2 separate regions of the Rattus norvegicus genome follow, and region 2 is linked to region 1. The links are chromatin contacts, called in public Hi-C maps. All regions are on one chromosome and are shown on one strand. Each heading gives the region's core, a stretch centred on a gene start, on an enhancer-like site or on the middle of the called end of the contact. The rest is flanking DNA. Distances are from core to core; before and after follow the strand shown. Region 1 overlaps Zmynd8 (zinc finger, MYND-type containing 8). Region 2 holds the start of Zmynd8 (zinc finger, MYND-type containing 8).

Region 1 (5,295 bases), core at 1,077-3,576:
GACTGACGCTGACTCAGAGTGTCTCTCTCTCTTTCTCTCTCTCTTGCCATCCTAGAGCCTGGGTTCCAGTCAATAATTGCTACCTCATGTCAAAAGAAATCCCCTTTTCTGTGAAAAAGACTAAGAGTATCTTCAACAGCGCCATGCAGGAGATGGAAGTTTACGTGGAGAACATACGGAAGAAGTTCGGGGTTTTTAATTACTCCCCGTTCAGGACGCCCTACACCCCCAATAGCCAGTACCAAATGCTGCTGGATCCCAGCAATCCCAGCGCCGGCACTGCCAAGACAGACAAACAGGAGAAGGTGAAGCTCAATTTTGACATGACGGCGTCCCCCAAGATCATTCTGAGCAAGCCCCTTCTGAGCGGGGGCGCGGGCCGCAGGATCTCCCTGTCCGACATGCCTCGCTCCCCCACCAGCACGAACTCCTCTGTGCACACGGGCTCCGATGTGGAGCAGGACCCCGAGAAGAAGGCCCCATCCAGCCACTTCAGCGCAAGCGAAGAGTCCATGGACTTCCTTGATAAGAGCACAGGTCAGCCCCAGTTGGGAGAGTTGGGTAGGAGGCCGCTTGGTGCATTCTGGCGTCCTTGGATGCCTCAACCGTAGGTGCAAGCAGGCAGGCACCGCCAGACCCCAGAGATGAGGGCTGTATCCGAAGGCCAGCGGCGGCCATTCTTAGACGTGGGTGGAACTGGCCACAAACCCTGAGGGGCTTTCGTCCAATGTCAGAGCCTCTTGGCTCTTCAGAACAGTGCCCTGTGACTACGCTGTAGTTGAAAGTTTAGTTTTTGATACCTCTGTGTTAGGCTTAACTTAGATGTTAAGCAAATCAAGGTCAAAATGGGTCCCCCGCCCAGTTACCAGACCTCCTTCAAGGTCACTGTCTATAATTGTAGGAGTCCCACTCAGCCCATGTGGCTTTGGGGAACATATTTAATGTGTTTATTATGCCTTAGTCTCCTCACCTTTACCATGGCAACCGTTACTGGCTACACACGGAGGCCCTGCTGTGTGTAGGCTCGGTTGGGAACAGAATGAGTCAGAACCCACAGTAGGACAAGAGCAGTGACCAGGGCAGTGTTGACTGGAGTTATGTTTCCTGGTGATCTCTAATGTGCCGTCTCCAAGGATCTGAGAAGAGATGCAATGAAGGGGTGACTTAAGTGATGGCCCAGACTGGTTTGGTCAGGAGGATCCTCCTGCTCCGTCTTCCGTGTGCTGGGATGACAGGTGCACCTCACCGAGCTGCCCATTAAAACCTGCTTGAAGTGAGCACGTCATAAAATAAAAGTGTGTCCCTGTGCAAGCTCCCCCTCGCTCTCTTGTTCCGAACTTCAAAAAAAAAAAAAAATAGAGTTTTTATAGGAATATGAGAATGGTTGTGCTGTTTTAATTTAGTGTCTGTCTTCCCTTGGGTGGGACCGTGGCGTCGAGCTTTGCGGCAAAAATTCCTTGTTCACTGGCAATTTTTTTTTAAAGACGAGAACTTAGACTTCAAAGTCCCTATTCTAAAAATACACAACCTACTCCCCACCCCCACCCCCCCACCATGCTTGACACTTGCTAATCCCGTAAGGTGGCCATAGAAGGAGCTGCGGTGAGAGCAGGGGCCAGTGTGGTAACCCCAGCATTTGGGAGGTAGGGGCAGGGGGATTAGGAGCCCGAGGGCTGCCTTGACTTCATGAGCTCTTGTCTCAAAACCACTAAAAAAACAACAAAAAACCAAACCCCCAACAAAGAGAGAAGGGGGTGACATCAGATTATCTTACTCTCACAAATTAGTATCCCTTACCGAGTGCCCACAGTAGACACGCAGGGGGCAGTTCTGTATTTTGGTCATGGCTGCAGTTCTGGACATTAATAGCCGAGTTTCAATAAAGCGTAACTGGTGTTGGCTAGTGGGTACTGAAGCTTGAATTTCTTCTTAAGTGCATGCTCTAAGAACTAGAGTGGGGCTGGAGAGACAGCTCAGTGGTTAGGAGCGCCGGCTGCTCTTGCAGGGAACTTAATTCCCCTCACCCACATGGCTCCTGACCATCTATAACTCCAGTTCCAGGGGATTGGGATTTGACGCCCTCATCTGACCTTGGGCATGCACGTGGGGCACAGACAGATGCAAGAAAAACACTCTATACAGAAAAGAACCGTTGAAATTTTTTGTGTCCCACCCCTTCTTAAATAGCAGGCCACACAGGGACAAGGAACAGATTGGGCCCAGAGGCTCAGAGGTTCTGGTTTGCCAGCTTTCCCTGTAGACGACAAGGATCAGAAGGGACTCTGTCACGTGGCGGATCCTCACAGTCAGACCCTGAAGCCTACCGGCTTCCTCCTCCTGCTCCCTCCCGCCCTCTGCTGTCAGCGTGATGTCAGTGCAGGGAGAGGAGGATGGGTATATTCATTCAGACGCCCACCACCATAGTCAGGGATAGCACAGTCGGGATCAGGCTGGGGTCCCTCCAAAATGTCATAAATGTTCCCATGCTCTAAAGTAGAAAAAACGTGTAGGCGGCTTTCAGACTTCAGAGTGCCCTTTATGTGTACGTATGAGAATTTAGAGCCTCATTCTGTCTCTTTTTTGTAACTGGGTGTCACTGTTCTTAAACTCACAGAGATCTGCCTGTCTGTCTCCCTGGTGCTTGGATTAAAACTGTGAAGCCTCTGTGTGTATGTGTGTGTGCGTGCGCGCGTGTGTGCATGAAGGTCAGAGAACAGCTTGGGGAGGTCAGGACTCTGCCTCTACCCTGTGTGTTCTAGGGGATCGAACCCAGGCCATCAGGTTCAATGACTGTGCCATCTCACTGGCCCCAAGACTGTAATTTTCTTTAGAAGACTCATCCTTTGTCCATTACCCCCACGAGCAGATTCAGCTTCCAAGCTGTCCTCTATTCCACAGGGAGCCTGTAGCTGCCACAGCCCTGGATTCCCCCTGCCTTTCACAAAGTGGTTTCGAAACCCCCACCCCACCCCACCATGGGCCACTTGGGCAGGCGGGTTTCATCAGCCTTCAGCGTTTGCTAACTGTTTCCTAGAGACCCCGCCGAGAATGCTAAGTGTATTATGGCACCGTCCTGAGCCCACAGACCCTCCTGAGCTAATGGTGCTTCCCACCGTGGGGGTTGCAGTCAGGGAGACATGAAAAGGTTTCCACAGACTCCACTTTATTGTGAAATCAATAGTTGTCATAAAATGGCTGTCCATGACAAATACTAAGTCACTAACTAACCCTCCCTCCCATGGCCAGCTCTCCTGAGGAGTTACACGGCATGCCATTAAGTTGAACCTCAGGCACTTACCCAGTCATGAAGGGAACAGACTGATTGACAGGCGATGGGGTCGAGGGACAGCAAAGATCCTGCGTCATCTTGACCTGCTCTGAGTGTGTGCTCTGGTGTGCCGGTGAGACACACCTCCACGGGTGGCAGTTGCACTTGGGATGTGTGTGTGCGTGTATGCACACTTCTGCATTAGTGTGGAGGTCAGAGGACATCTTGCTGGAGTCATTTCTCACCAGCATGTATTAAACTCAAGTCATCAGGCTTGCCGGGAAGTGCCTTTACCCGCTGAGCCATCCTGGTGGTGACCCCAGGTGACCTTTGATTGGAGGCCTGGGCTAGCATGGCTGGTTTGTGTTTTGTTAAAAGCCCAGTTGCTGCTACAGCAGGAGAAGCTTCACACAAACACTTCATTGCCAACTGTCCAGCCTTTTTATGTAATGACTTTTTATCGTGTGTGTCCTGTCTTCTAGCATGCTTCTGTGGTTGTGATAAAATACTGTGACAAATACACATGTGCACACATCATGACAAATACACACAAAAATTGGCAAGCAATAGCCTCACCCTTTTCTTTTTAATCAGAGGGGGAGTGGAGTCCTGGGCTGTGTGCAGCTGTGGCTCTGTTTGGGGTTCACTCATTTATTGTTTTTTGAGGCAGCAACAGGGAGGCCTCACTCTGTAGCCCTGACTGGCCTGGAACTCACGATAAACCCCAGGTTGGCTTTAAAATAATTCAAGATTTATTTATTTTAATGAGTCTGGGTGTTTTGCCTGCGCCTATGCACGCTGTTTTGCCTGCAGAGGCCAGAGCAAGGCGTCAGGGTCCTCTAGAACTGGAGTTACGGATGGCTGTGAGCTACCATGTGGGTGCTGGGAAAGCAGGCCTGGGCCCTCTGCAAGAGCAGCAAGCAGGTGCTGTCAACTGCTGAGTCGCCTCCACAACCCTAGGCTAGATTTGAACTCACAGAGTCTGCCATCAGAGTGCCACCACAGCTGACCTGAATTTTTTTCACCATGCTTTGATCCATTGTGTGTGCCTGAATTGTGTGAATTTGTCATTGGTCCATGTGGCGTCGTCGGAATACAAACCTATGAGAACCAGTCCTCTCCATCATGTGGCTCCCAGAAGGCACCTCAGGTCCTAACTGATGGCAACTGTCTTAACTCAACTGAGTCATAGTTAGCCTGCGTTTTTAGTTTTTAAACTTGAGCTTAGAGGAACCATGGCGCACTGGGTTGCTCTGTGCGCTGTTGAACCTTTGTTTTGTTTGGGCTTCTGTTGCCCTTCATGCTTGGACCTCCTCATCTCTCTAAAGGCCCAAGCAGAGTCCTGCTATTACCTCTTTGTTTATTACTGAGTGCACAGCTAGAGAAGCCTTGGTTTCTATCCCCAGGGGCGGTCCTTGCCCTGAATCTTTTTTAAGCTACCACAAACAGCAGTGAATGAATTATTTAAAATGTTCTTGTAGTAGCGATTCTGCTTAAAGATGCCTCATTTGGGGCTTGATGTCTCAATAAAGGGCTTTTCTTGTGGGCATGGGGACCTGATTCACTGCTTGGAAGCCATGTAAGAATTTGAGGTGTGGTGGTGTGTGTTTGCTTGTAACCCCAGTGGTAGGCAGGAGGCCACCGGGTCCCTCGGGCTCCCCACCAGCCAGCCTAGTCTGCTCTGGGGGTGTTCCAGACTGAGGAGAGGCCCTGCCTCAAAACTGAAACAAGCAAACTGTAGGGAGTACATAAAGTCACCACACATGTGCATGCAAATGTGCACACGTGCCCTTTCTGCACAAACACAGGTGTACACATGGCTCGCTTATTCTCACTTCTGCACACAGCAAGCACTTTGTCTGGCTTCTGTTTGTTGCTGTCCTGTGGCAGTAACAATGATCACCCTGGCAACAGCCCCAGGGGAAGGGAAGACTGCCTACCTGGCTAGTAGGCCAGGCAGACTGCTAGTCCCTATGGTAAAATAGATTTAATATTTACCAAATCTCAAATTTGTTGTGCGCTGGCCT
Region 2 (5,295 bases), core at 1,246-3,745, 60 kb before region 1:
GATTTAAATGGCTTCACAGACTGAGAGGCACTGCTTGTATGCCCTGGATTCAGAAGGTCCACGCCTCCTCGGGAAGCAGAGGCGAGACAGCAGTTAGCTAGCTCCCTCTCTCTTTCTGCATCTGCCCGGAGAGAGCTGCAGCTGGTATTTTTCCACAGGCCTTTTCTGCAATCTCAGGGCCTAGTTTTTCCCAGCAAGGCCCAGAGTCCGAGAGAGGGTTAACAGGCAGGAAGCTGAAGGCATCACAGACTAATACGGAAGTCAGATTTTTGTTTAACTGACAGGTTTAGCAGGCCTCATCGGTGGGGGAGGGAGCTGGGAAGGGAAGTCTTAGATGGAGGCATGTGGCCTGCTAGCAACGCATTTGGCTTTTCTTAGGGTAAGCCTGGAGAGGGTCCCCCCCCCCCCTTGTCATCTTGACAGAGAGCTTTTTGGTTTTTTCTTTGAGGACTGGCTGAGGGGGGTGGTGTGAGGTTATAGGTCTCCCAGCTTTGCAAATGGCTCTGTGGGCCTGCCCTTTCCAACAGGCACTTTGACCATGACTAGGCAAACTTGACCACTCCTCCCCACAGCAGCGGCGCCTCTCAGCTCTCAGGAACCTGGGCACCCCTTGATGATTTGTTGGGGGCCTCCCTTGGGCTGCCTGTTCCCCCCCTCACCCCCTCAGAGGCCTGCGTCTGGCCTTGTCCCTATTGCTCCTGTCTCCCTGGGGCTCTCCACCCCTTAGCTCGACTTTCTCCTTTGAGACCCACTCAAGCTGGCTTGTTCTATAAAACGGCCTGCTTGCCTCCTTAGAAAAGGACTTCTGTGTGGGGGCAGGTGTGGATGAGTCGTCCAGCCCACCCCAAAAGGGCTCTTTCCAGTGGCATGCTGGCCTCAGGCTTGGCTGGAGCAGGTCAGGCTGGCTGCACGGGTTTGCCTGGACTGGGGAATCTAGCCAGGGGGTGGGAGAAGTGCTTGTGGAGGCCCCTTTCCCAAGTTTTTCTTCCTGCAAAAGGCCTAGCTTAGCCTGTCTTTTTCTATGCACAGGATGGCTCTTGCTCACCCGAGCCTCACAAAGATAATCGCTCAGGAAGTGTTTCAGCCAATCGGCGGCGGCTTTACACTCCGATTTGCCGGGCCAGCCAATCGGGGATGAGCTTTTATTAGGCGGCCAGATCATCAGCCGAAGTGCCAAACCCTTTTTCTGTGAGAACTAGGAGCCTGTCCTCCATGTTTTATAAGTATTGACATTACACAGTTAACAATGCATCCACAGAGGTAAGCTCGGCTTTTTAACCATCTTTTACCCCTCCCTCTGAGTCATCCGAGTCGTGGAGTAGCAGTGTGATTTCTCTGTAGCCTGGCTCTGCCACACTCACCCCCCCAGAGCACTTAGGTTAACTTGGGACTGTTTAGAGAGATTTTTTTTTTCCTTTTTGGGTCACATGGCTAAGTAGCCATTAGCCATAGCTTGATTTTACAGACTGGTGAGGGCCTGGAACACCTTTATTCTGACCAGGACAAAGAATTTCTGGAATAGTTTGAAGCTAGATCCTGGTATGCCAAGAGAAGCTATCATTCCCCCTTCTTTTCTTTTATTTTATTTTCCCTTCCTTCCTCTACCCCTCTCTCCCTCTCTCTCTGAGCAGTCCTCTCCCCTGCACTGTTGTCTGTTGTATGTCACATGCCTGCTGGGGGAAGAAAATGGAAGGTAAGCCAGAAGGTCTTCTCCCCAGCACAGTTCAGGACTGCCTGTGGCAGATAATCAGGGCAAGCAAGCCTGCATCTCCAGAGAGGTTCTGGGAAAGGCTGGGCTAAGTTCTGACAAGAGAGGATGCGTGTTTGCAACAGAACCCAGGCCTGAGCAAAAACCCAGGGAGCCAAGCTGGCTCCTGGGCCTAGGTGGGTGGTGTTGTGTGGACTGTTCTCTTCCTCTCCAGAGCTTTGCACTTGCAACAACATTGTTCAGCCTTTCTCTCTCCCCCCTGACTTAGCTTGGTACAGAGTGTTCTTCAAGTCAGCCTACAGCCAGCAAATGGTTCTGAAAGTGTTTCCTAACCTCTGAGGGAGTTTTTAGAGTAGGCATGGTGCCTGGGGAGGTGGGGTGGGGTGGGAGTGGGGATGGGGAGAGATTTTGAATAACATCCTGCAAGGGGGGGGGGGAAGATCTGTGAGGACTCTGACTCCTTTAGTTTTGTACTCTTGCATGATTTTCCATGGGCTAATGTTTCTTTTATCCTTGTCCCCCTGTCCCCCCTCCCTTTTAAAACATTATATCATCTTCTGTCCTCTGATCCAGTATAGAGGATGTGGATCATACCTGAGGCCCATGACAACATCCCATATCTAGTTGCTGGGTTGTGTTGTGGTGGTGGTGGTGGTGGTGGTGGTGGTGCGTGTTTTTAATAATACCATGTAACTGTTTTACAAAAAAAAAAAAAAAAGAAAAATTTCCTTTTTGATCAAGTCCCAAATCTGCCAGCCTGCCCTCTCCTCCTAACTGGGGAAAAGTGAGACGGTTGCTTGAACGTGTGTTGGGTAAGTAAAGCAGTCCACCTCCTCTGCGAGCGTGTACCAAGAGTTTGGTGAACCTCTGGGGTCTGTGGTAAGGTGGGAGGGGAGTGGTGGTTTCTAGAGAGTGTCCTGAGTTGAGGTGATGGCTTGAATCCACTGTTGTTCCTTCTGATCTGCAGTTAGGATTAAAGACCTCACTTCCTGTTTACCCTCAGCTGGGGGGGGTGGGTGGGGAATTACTGGGTTCGTTGTGACTTGCAGCTAGACCTTGAATTGTGTTTGGCTCTCCTGAACTCTTGGGTAGGTGATCTGTTTGTGAACTGTGAGCAAAAGCTGTTTGTTCTTAAGGGTTCCAGAGCCCTACACATGGGGCCTGGGCCTGCTTGTGCGACTTGTGTTTTCATGTGTGTAAGTTTTACGGGTGTTTGCATCTAGTACAGAGGCCTATTCACTTCCAAACGAGGCTTGGTTTAGGACTCACTGGCTGCCAGATACAGCCTCCCCCCCTCCCAAAGTCTGGTCCACACCTCTCTGTGCATGCTGGCTTTGCGTTAGCTCCACTTTTGAGGCTGTAGCTAGAATTTTAAAACCCTAACCTTCAGGGCCCACCTGGAAGCTCACCACATGTATTTCCTGCTTTGAGACCCAGCCAGGCAGCATGGAGGTGCTGCCTCTGTGCGCAGTGACCATCCTAGGCCAAGCTTCACAGACTCTCACAGACTTTTCTTTTAGTGTTCAAGCTACTGAACCTTTGACACCAGTTGAAAAAGCTTCACTTAGTAAAGAGAGACGGACTAGATTATCAACTGGGCAGTCTGTGAGGGGGGCTGGCGTCTCCCAGTCAGACGCAGATGGGGTATGGTGTTCTTGAAACAGTGCCTCAGCCTCACACAAGTTCTGGTACTCTTTTCTTCTTAACTTATCTCCCGGCTGTAAATGGAAGTTACGAACTCAGTTTCTTGAGGCCCTCTGCAGACCCAGTGGCTAATCACCAGCCTCCTGGTTTGCCTCTCTCTGCCTTTGCGTAACTTCTTGGGCTGAAAGGAGACTTGAGGGCAAAGTGTTTGTCCTTTAGAAGCTCAAATTAAAATGGCTCCTACAGGTTTGGGAAGGCAGGATCTGTTTGTGAATGCGAACCCCAGCCAATTTCCCAGCCCTGGCTCAAGCTGGCTGCTTCTCTTCGTGGCTACCACCAGGCCTGGGGTTGGTAAAAAGTTAATTGCTTTTGAAGTAGCATACTTTCCCAGTTACTAAAGGGAGAATTTAAAAAAAAAAAAAAAGTCTGCATTGCAGTTGGACCCGGTGGGATCTCGGTGCTGGCCCACAGACTAGCCCAACGGGGTTCCCTCTTCTTCCTGTACTCTTAAACCAGTAGATTTAGGGGAAAGGTTAAAGATTGGCATTTGCAGTGGCCTGAGTGTAGGACTTCTGGAAATTTCTACCATTTGTTGTTGTTGTTGTTGTTCCTTTTAGGAAAAGCAGGTGGCCAAGCTGAGGAGTCGCCTGCATTCCACCCCTAGGACTCTCCCATCCCCCACCTTGCTTTCCCTCATCTAGGTGGAAGGTTCAACACTTTGTGCAAATTGCAGAGGCGAAAACAAACTGATGGGCTGTTTTCCTTTTTCCTCCTGCTTCCTTGGTCCCCAAAGAGGATTCACAGCTGCAAAGGAACAGATACAGACACTGGTGCTTTTGATCTCTCTCTCTCTCCACCTCTCTCTCTCTCCCTGCTCCTCCTCTCCCTCTCTCTCCCCTCCCCCTCTCCTTCCTCTCTTTCTCTCTCCCCTCCCTCTTTCCCTCCATCCCATTCTCCCTCCCTCCGCCTTTTCTTCCATCCTTTCTCCCTCTCTCCTCTTCCTCCTCTTCTCTCTCTCTCTCTCTCTCTCTCTCTCTCTCTCTCTCTCTCTCTCTCTCCAGTGACTCCCTCCCTCTCATCTCCCAGCCTTCTCCCCACCCTCTCTCCCGTTTAAGACCTTCCAAGATGGGTACACCATTCTCCTTCGGGAGATGAAGTGGCTTTCATGTGGGGGAGGGGAGCATCTGCTTTTATTAGCTACAGAAAATGGCCAGTGCTCAGTCTTAACTAGGAATTAATTACATATAATCACTCAGTAAACTTTCTTCAGGGTTCTTTTTTTTTTCTTCTTCTAATTGTAGAGGGAGAACGTTGCAGAAATGTTACAGCCAAGTCTAGTTACTTTTATAATCAACGACGCTCAAAGATTTGAGTCAGAAAGCACGAGGTCCCTTGGATTATAAATTAGGGATAAAACAATAGCCTTCCCTCTTTCTTCCAGAGAGGCAGTGCAGGTCTTAAGGAAAAGGGGTGTGTGTGTGTGTGTGTGTGTGTGTGTGTGTGTGTGTGTGTGTGTGTTGGTGTCATTTTAGAAGGCTGGTAACCCTGGAGGCAGGCTATGTTTGGGAAGTCCAACCTAGTCAAATGTGTGATCTCTTTTGTTTCTGTTTGCTTTCTTTCCCCTTGTGGCTCCTCTGACCGAGGCACCCGTTTGCCAGCCCGTGGATCTCTTTGCCTCTGGTTGACCCTGAGAAGAAAGACACATTCAAGGGGCCCCTCTCCATGGCTCAGATGTAGAAGGCAGTGGTGGGTTTAGAAGTCTTCAAGGATGTTCTTCAAATGCAAAAGCAACTCTGGACTTACCCTTGGCCTCAGGTTGCTGGGCTCTGGCTGCCCTTCCCCCCCCTTGGGTTCTGTTTTCCTTCCAGACAAACAGGGAGGCCCTGCCAGCTCTGCAGCCAGCATGCTGCCAGCCAGGCCCTTCCTACCCGGATCACCTACCT

The links. Hi-C and Micro-C count contacts between places; a contact is called where the count stands out from the background.
Region 2: a Hi-C map of Schwann cells shows a contact between it and region 1, with 2.2 times the contacts expected there. The contact joins the promoter of Zmynd8 here to the enhancer-like site in region 1. A contact is called at or near these places in 5 of 12 Hi-C or Micro-C datasets (Schwann cells, hepatocytes, kidney and 2 more) and 1 of 1 datasets of contacts at active chromatin or transcription factors (oligodendrocytes).

What each region holds. Positions count from the first base shown.
Region 1 is chr3:174,983,867-174,989,161 of GRCr8, reverse strand. Zmynd8 (zinc finger, MYND-type containing 8) reads left to right here. Exons shown (of 22, transcript NM_001100838.1): 11 at 56-537. Among named protein-coding and RNA genes, the nearest start is that of Zmynd8, 60 kb to the left of the region's middle. Within about 2 kb of position 2,326, at least 39 of the 93 cell types and tissues checked have an H3K27ac peak or open chromatin away from gene starts, as enhancers often do. A contact at or near this core is called in Schwann cells, where this site is marked.
Region 2 is chr3:175,043,637-175,048,931 of GRCr8, reverse strand. Zmynd8 (zinc finger, MYND-type containing 8) reads left to right here and starts at 2,495. Exons shown (of 22, transcript NM_001100838.1): 1 at 2,495-2,520.